2 separate regions of the Anas platyrhynchos genome follow, and region 1 is linked to region 2. The links are chromatin contacts, called in public Hi-C maps. All regions are on one chromosome and are shown on one strand. The core of a region is the stretch at or near the end of the contact, and the rest is flanking DNA. Distances in the headings are between cores, read along the strand shown. Region 1 holds the start of TBC1D14 (TBC1 domain family member 14). Region 2 overlaps KIAA0232 (KIAA0232 ortholog).

Region 1 (3,777 bases), core at 1,196-3,695, 63 kb after region 2:
GTCATGTCACTTTATGCAAATTTCTGTTTTTCAAACTACTTAAGCAGTCAAGCAGGTTTAGACACAAAAAACACTAACAAGCACATGACATGTTAGCAAACAATACAGCACCAAAGCTGACTTTTTATCATGCTTTTGGGGGTTTACTTACAGTCCAACTAATAAAATGAACAGGCCATTTCTCAGCCTGTCCTTCAGGATGAAGTCCTTTAAATGTTGCACAGCAGAAAAACAAAGGTTGCTAAAGCACTCCTTTGATCTTAGTTATGCATTTATGCTTCCTGTACCTGGTAGTACCTGTTCAGCTTCCTTTTAGCAATTAGGACATCCCACACTTCCATGAAGGCTAACGAAGCTGTATTTAGTCACATAATTTCAGCCCTTCATCAATACAGAATAATAATACACAATACTTGCAGAGAGAAACTACATTATCTCTGATGAGGGCAGCCTTAACAGAACTAATGCTAATTGTTGCTGGAAAAAGTAGACTTTTGCTAGTAGTTCACGACAACCAAAATGCTACTACTCATTTCAACTAAGTATATGGTCGTTCACAAGTATTAAAGAGTATATATTTTACACTGACTAGGCTGTGGTTTTCTGCAAGCATTTTAAGAATGACCCTGGTATTTTTATGCTGCCTAGCAGAGTGGGATCCTGGTTGTTCTAACACGTGTCTTCAGTGCAGAGAACAATATGAGTTTTGTTGTGAGTAGGTGTCAAGAAGTACACCAGCTGAACAGGAGGAGTCATCAGTGGGTTGGAAATGGAAAAATCCACCAAAATAAATCAGTTTAGAATGGGCATTTCAAGGCAAGATTTCAAGGCATTATGACTGTTAGGGCACAACTCTGCTCTTAAGTACTGACACTAAAAGTCTTTATGTACCTTGGTTACTTTCAGCTACTGCTGAAAGATTTCTTATGGCAGACTTTTTAAAAGTTTCTTCATCCTCAATAAAATTGCAAAGATAGGAGTGTAATTAATTAGTGCCTTTGGAGACACTTCACAGATACAGAATTCATGACTACGTACTCTCATTCTGTTATTTACCGTAGGACCTAACAACTTTGACCAAAGATAGATGATACCATGGTGACGGTACAATCTTCTAGCTGCTACAAAAAGAGAGATTGATTTCCATTCTCAAAAACAAAAGGAAAATATTAATACTGAAAAAGGAATTGGTGTATCTTCCAACATAGTATCTCTTGCATAAACTATATACATATAACTTTATACTATAACACTGTATTATAGTGTTTCAAAGGAGTTTTTCTTTTATTTACTCTGTTTTAAAGGTAATAAAAAAGGTGTCTTACAGAGGTTGGTATGATTTTCTAAGATAAGGAAAAATGTGACATTTTAACTGTTTCATATTCTTTCTGATATTCATCTTACAAATCCAGCAGAACAAATCCTCAAATTTATCTCTCTCTGAACCATGCAGAAGTATAATTTTTGGTTGTTGTTGATAAGTGCCTTCTTCTCATCTTGATAATGTGCTAATTCTCATCTTGATACCATGGGATTGCTGTCAATGGGGTCACAGTGGCAAGTACTTCAGTACAAGTTCACCTCAGACTGACAATTTATTCAGGTGTAACTTGCCCACATCAAAGCTCATATAATCGTGGCTTTGCTCTGGTTATTTAACTAATTACATTAATACAAGTTCAGATATTCCTGCATTTGCTCCATTCAAACTTCCAGCTTTATGGTAGACTCAACACGTGTGAGTGAGATTATGAGAAGTTCGTATTTACATATGCTCTTAAGGTGGATGACTGCTTTGCTACCTTAATGTATCTTAACATAATCTATAGACATGATCACCTAGAACCTTTTTTTCTGGGAGAAAAAAAAAAAAAAAGAAAAAAAAGAAAAAAAAAAAAAAAAAAGGATGAGTTTCAAACATGAGAAGGAAACATGAGCTCTACTCCTGTGAGATACCGAGTGCTTCTGACCCCTTTGATTCAGTGTGTGGGTGCACTGAGAGTTGTGTTGGTGATGCAAACATCCGAGCACTTTGAGATGGGGTAAAAGAAGGCAAATAAAGCTAAGAGAATGGAAACATAAATATACACATGCTGGAATACCATCCATCATCCTAGAGCCTCAACTTCTGGCATTATGGCCCGGTTCCACAGAAATACGGATGCACCCCCAGACCGACACTTCCCACAGTACCAAACTAGTGTAAAACACCAAATTTTGTTTTCCTTTGAAATCCAGCCCGCTGGCATCTCCTCCCCGGGGGCCATCCCACCACCATCACCTCACAGCCCCCTGCCTGGGGGGAGCCTTCGGTACAAGAGAACCCTCTCCAGGGGAACCCTTCCTCGTTGCCCCCTCAGGTTGACCCCACAACCCGGCGCGGCCTGGGCTGCGCCTGAGGCGACCCGGGCCATGCCTCCCCGGGTCCCCCCCCTTCCCCATGGCTGGAGGCGTCTCAAAATGGCGGCCAGCGGCCGCCTCCCCCGGGTGCCAGCCCGCCTCCCACCGCGCAGGCGTTCCCTCGGCCGGCGGGCGGCGCTGGGGCTGGAGGAGGAGAACGAGGAGGAGGAGGAGGAAGAAGAAGCGAAGGAGGAGGAGGCAGGGAGAGCGGGGAGTCCCGTCAGGAGCTCGGCACCTGTCCCGCCGGCGCAGCCAGGTGCCGTGCCCGCCGCGGGGGCGGGCGCCATGGGAGGCTCGGCGCTGCCCGCGGAGGGGACCCGGCGGGCGAGGGCTGCGCCGCTTCCCCTCCGCTGAAGCCGCCGCTCCTCCTCGGGGGCCGGCGAGGGGCGATGGAGCAGCCGCCGGCCGCCTCCTAGTGCCGCAGCGGGGAAGGGGCGGGCATGGCCCAGCAGGAGCAGAGCGACGGAGGGCAGCGCCGCACCGGTGAGGCGTCCAAGTTTCTGCGCGGCTCTGCCCGGGGCTAGTGTGAGGCAGGGCACGGAGCGGGGACGGCTGCGGGAACGAGGGGACATTGGGGGGGTCCCTGTGGGGGACAGGGTTCCTGTGGCACCTGGCCCCGGGTGACCGGGCCGGGGTCTCGGGGGCGGCTTCTCGGGCCCTTAAAAAGTTGGAGGAGCTGCACGGCCCCGTGGGGTGGGCTGGAGGCCTTTGGGGAAAGGCGGAGGTTGCTTGGCTGGTGCTGTGTTTATTTTACCTTTTTTTTTTTTTTTTTCATTATTATTATTTCATCAAGGCTACCGGCTAGGAGCTGTTCGCAGCGCTGAGGCAGACCTAAGGCTTGTGGAAAGGGGACAACTTTCATCTCTCCAACCCAAGCCTCTTAGGCGATTCCCGGAGACCAAACACTGAGGGACCTCGCAGCGGGGCTTGAAGTTCTTGCTGCCAACTTAACGCTGGCCTCGCGTTTTTGACTAATACTGGGGGTGTTAAAAAAAAAAAAAAAAAAAAAAAGGCCCTGTAAACTGCTTCTGGAGCGGAGGCTTCAGTGAAACACTGTGACTCAGTTGTGCTGCCTGCCTGCTGCAGCAGCAAGGTGGGAAAGCCCTCAGCAGTTTGCCTCTGAGGTGCTCTGCTCAGCAGCACAGCTCGCCCCTCCTGAGGGGAGCCGGCTGGGAGAGGGATAAACGCGCGCTCAGTGCAAAACCCCAAGTTGTTTCTCGTCTTTTTGCCGTCATGGTCTTGGCAGCGATTGCGTGTGTAGCCGTAATCGCTGTTTGTCCTGGCGGTGTGGGAAGCCGAGCTGTTTTGTAGCCTCGGGAGTGCTTCGCTGCTGGCAGCGCTGGGGCTGCTAAGGTGTGAGCACAGCCTGAGCCGGGG
Region 2 (3,532 bases), core at 782-3,281:
GAACTCCTCCAGCTCCTTTTCTTTGGAGTGGTGTTCTTGTATTATGGTGAACATGAATGTTTTATGAGAACAACTGTACTGGTGCAGACAAAGGCTTTGTCAAATCCGGTACTTGTCTGCAGCAGCATCTGTAAGTGAGCTGTTGCAGAAGAAAAATGAACAGGGGGAATATTTGGGATACCTCTCCCGAACAGTACCTCTGCCCCGCACTGTTCTCAGTCTTAAGGGATTTCCTGAGCCCAGTGTGGTTTGCCTAGTTGGAAACTTCTGAGGGTCCTCTCCTCAATTTTATTTGGAGCTCATCTAAATATGTATGTTTTGTGTCCTCAGAATCTGACAAGGAATTCCTCATAGCTCTTGTGTGAAGTTTTGTATGGAGTTCTTGCAGTCAGTCCCTATCCAGGGAGGGCACGGCTGTTTTGATATCACAGGACCGAGGCTCTGTGAGCTGCTGTGGGTTAGCTGACACCGCACAGCCACTTGCTCGCTTTTTCCCAGCAGGATGGGGAAGAGGATCAGAAGGGTAAAAGGGAGAGAACTTGTGGGCTGAGATAAGGCAATTCAATGGGTAAAGCAAAAGAAAGAATGAACTCGCTGCTTCCCCCTGAAGGCAGATGTTTTGCCATTGCCAGGAAAGCAGGGTTCCTTCATGAGTAACGGGTACATGGGAGCACAGATGCCCCAACTCCCAACGTCTTTGTGTCGTTCCCCCATCACCAAATCTTTTCCCCAACTTTTACTGCTGAGTGCAACACCACACGGCATGGGACATCCCTTCAGCCACCTGGGTCGGCTGTCCTGGGTCTGCCCCCTCCCAGCCCAGCCTCCTTGCTGGCCGTGCAGCCTGAGAGCCAGAGAAGCCCTTGACACGGTGTGAGCGCCGCTCTGAATAGCTCCAGCACCCCAGTTATCAAGGCTGGTTTGGTCACAAAGCCAAAACATAGCAGGATACGAGCTGCCGTGAAGAAAATTAATTCTAGCCCAGGCCAAGCCAGTGCAATCTCTACCCCATGCTCCTCACCGTTCATGTATGTGTGTGTTAAGCACAGGTTGGGATAATTTAAAGGTGCATCCATTGCAGCAGCGTACAGCGAGTGGGCAAAACGTGAATGTGGTGCCAGAGATGGCTTTGGTTTTGTAATGTGGTTTGGTCTTTCAACTGCTGCTGGCTCCTCGTTTCTGGTTTCATGAAATTTCCAACATACTACTTAGGAGCTTGTTTCTGCGGTGAGCAGTGAGCTCAAAGCTCACTGTTTTGTATAAGGAGCTTATTAGTAGTAGCACGAGGGTTTTATTCCTGCCTGGTCTCCCTTCAAGTTTATCTACGTGGAATTTTGTTTGATTTTTATTGCCGAGTTGCTCAGTTTCATAAAGTCCTGCAGTTTTTCAGTTGCTCTGTGCTCATAGTCCCTGCTAGCTTGCTGTAACTTGCTAAATTCTTCTCTATGTCACTTACCCCATCTTCCAGGTCATTTATGAATTTATTAAGCAACACAGGTCCCAGTGCAAAATCCTACAGAACGGTGCTCGTGCCTTCCTTTGTGTCATCTTGGTTATATCTGCGTTCTTTCTCTTCGCTAAGAAAATGAGGCTTATGTGGTAACTCATGAATTCTTTGAGTAATTCCATTAAGCATTTACACAGGATTAGCAGCTTCAGATTTTCATTTGGATAAGCGTTATGAAAATAGGTGAGCAGATTATTCAAGGAAAAAAAATCTTGCAGTGACAGCCACTCACTGGTTTCTGTCCCGTGTGTGCTTCTCTGATATGACTGAGGTACTCTAGAACCTATATCCATTGTGAAAACAAAATTGTACCACTCGTGCATTTCTCAGTATATATATAAAAGTTAATCCTAAATATCTAAAAGAGCTGTGTGTATGTCTGCGACTACTTTAGCACTCCTTGCTTTCATTCCACTTGGGTGTTTTAATCTGTGCTTATTGTGACACAAGGCTTCTGAAGCTTTGTGGCAGAAATTGTCTGAAATGGGATGGAGGGAGAGGTTAGTTTCCAGCACAAGCATTATCAATTTTTTTGGTTTACGATAGTGTTTCAGAGCCTTAGTCATGAATTGAGTCCCTGCTCTATTTGTTGTACAATAACATCAACCGTCGCCAACACAAAAAAAGGCTGTCCTTGCTCTGAAGACAACACAGCCAAATTTCTTAGATTCACAAAGAATGTGATTAAAAAATAACAGCTTCTTCTGGATTCACATGTCTTTTAAATGCCATGTGAAATTCATTAAGGACACAGATTCCATTGTTCACTGGATTTTTAAATAGGCTTTGTTTCTGGGCTTTGACAGTGCTTTCCCCTGTGTGTGACTGTTTGGCTTGCATATTAAGGATTTGTTGAGATTTTTCACTGAAAGAAACAAAACAAATGACGGTAAAATTGATGATTCCTCCATAATACGTCAGAGAAAATGTGGACTTCTGTTACCATCATATGATGGGACGGTACTTTTGATGGTCAGTCTTCTAGAGGGGGATTGAAAGTTACTAAGGTGAATTCATAACTTTGAATGTTATTGACCACACATGATAAAATTTTCACTTTCAATTTATACTAATTAGGATTTGCAGATTTACCCACGTGTAGTTGTCAGGGAGAGGAAGGATTGTTTGCTGGCTTTTAATAAAACTATTCTGGGGAAAAGTACTGCTAAAATGTATGTTCAGCTTAACAAGTGTGGACTTTGATACTCACATTTAAAGAAAGAATTCTGTAATAGCTTTTTCATTCCTTGAAAAATTGTCATACGTTGTCAGAGATGGAAGCAAAGCAAACCCAACTTTCAAAAACGAGAGCTTTTAATTGTAAACTATGGCATGTGCTGGCACATTTCACCAATTATTAGAGGAAATTTTGTGTAAACAACCCTTAGGACAACTACTGTGTGACAAGGTTTAGTCTAATTGTGAACATCCAGAATGAAGCTCTGGAGGCCCAGGTGTGATGGTTATCCCTCCTGGGAGTGGAGGGAGGGAGGAAGGTGGCATCTGTAGCTTTATCTAAGAGGCTGACTTCTCTGTAGAAGGTGCACAGCAGTGTGTAAGAAAGCTTTGTTGCCTGAGAGTCTTTATTTGCAGATTGTGCAAAGAAATAGATCCTATTGTAGATCCTATTATTTTTTTCCAGTTGGGTATGGACCCTGGTATTGTGAACTTAACTCTGCAAATGGTTTGCCTCATTTTAAGTTATATTTTTATGATCTACAAGAAGCAGTCTTGTCCTTTAGTTTACTGAAAGGACAGTAATAAGGCACTTTTTTTTTTCTATTCCAATATTTTCTGCTCCTTTAAGTCTTGATATTAGGTATATCTTTAGGAAGGCTTGTTAAAGCATGAAGTCTATTTACTTTTTTCATTTAAAGGTGTTTGTTCAGAACCTTTCCATATAAATGTGTAATTTTCAGGGGCCTCTTGGTGCTGATAAAATACAGATGAGGCAACCTTAGATTAATTCAGTGGGTTTTGTGGTTTGGCTTTGTTCACTGTTTTCCAAGATTAAAAACGATTGGG

The links. A called contact is a pair of places that touch in the nucleus more often than the background predicts.
Region 1: a Hi-C map of small yellow follicle shows a contact between it and region 2, with 1.7 times the contacts expected there. The contact joins the promoter of TBC1D14 here to the enhancer-like site in region 2.

What each region holds. Positions count from the first base shown.
Region 1 is chr4:67,876,916-67,880,692 of IASCAAS_PekinDuck_T2T, forward strand. It overlaps TBC1D14 (TBC1 domain family member 14), which reads left to right and starts at 2,446. Exons shown (of 14, transcript XM_027457429.3): 1 at 2,446-2,656. The coding sequence starts at 2,461. LOC140002510 (a long non-coding RNA gene) reads right to left here and starts at 1,878. Exons shown (of 2, transcript XR_011809257.1): 1 at 1-1,878.
Region 2 is chr4:67,813,975-67,817,506 of IASCAAS_PekinDuck_T2T, forward strand. The region is part of intron 1 of KIAA0232 (KIAA0232 ortholog); the gene reads left to right. Among named protein-coding and RNA genes, the nearest start is that of KIAA0232, 11 kb to the left of the region's middle. Within about 2 kb of position 2,032, at least 4 of the 8 cell types and tissues checked have an H3K27ac peak or open chromatin away from gene starts, as enhancers often do. A contact at or near this core is called in small yellow follicle, where this site is marked.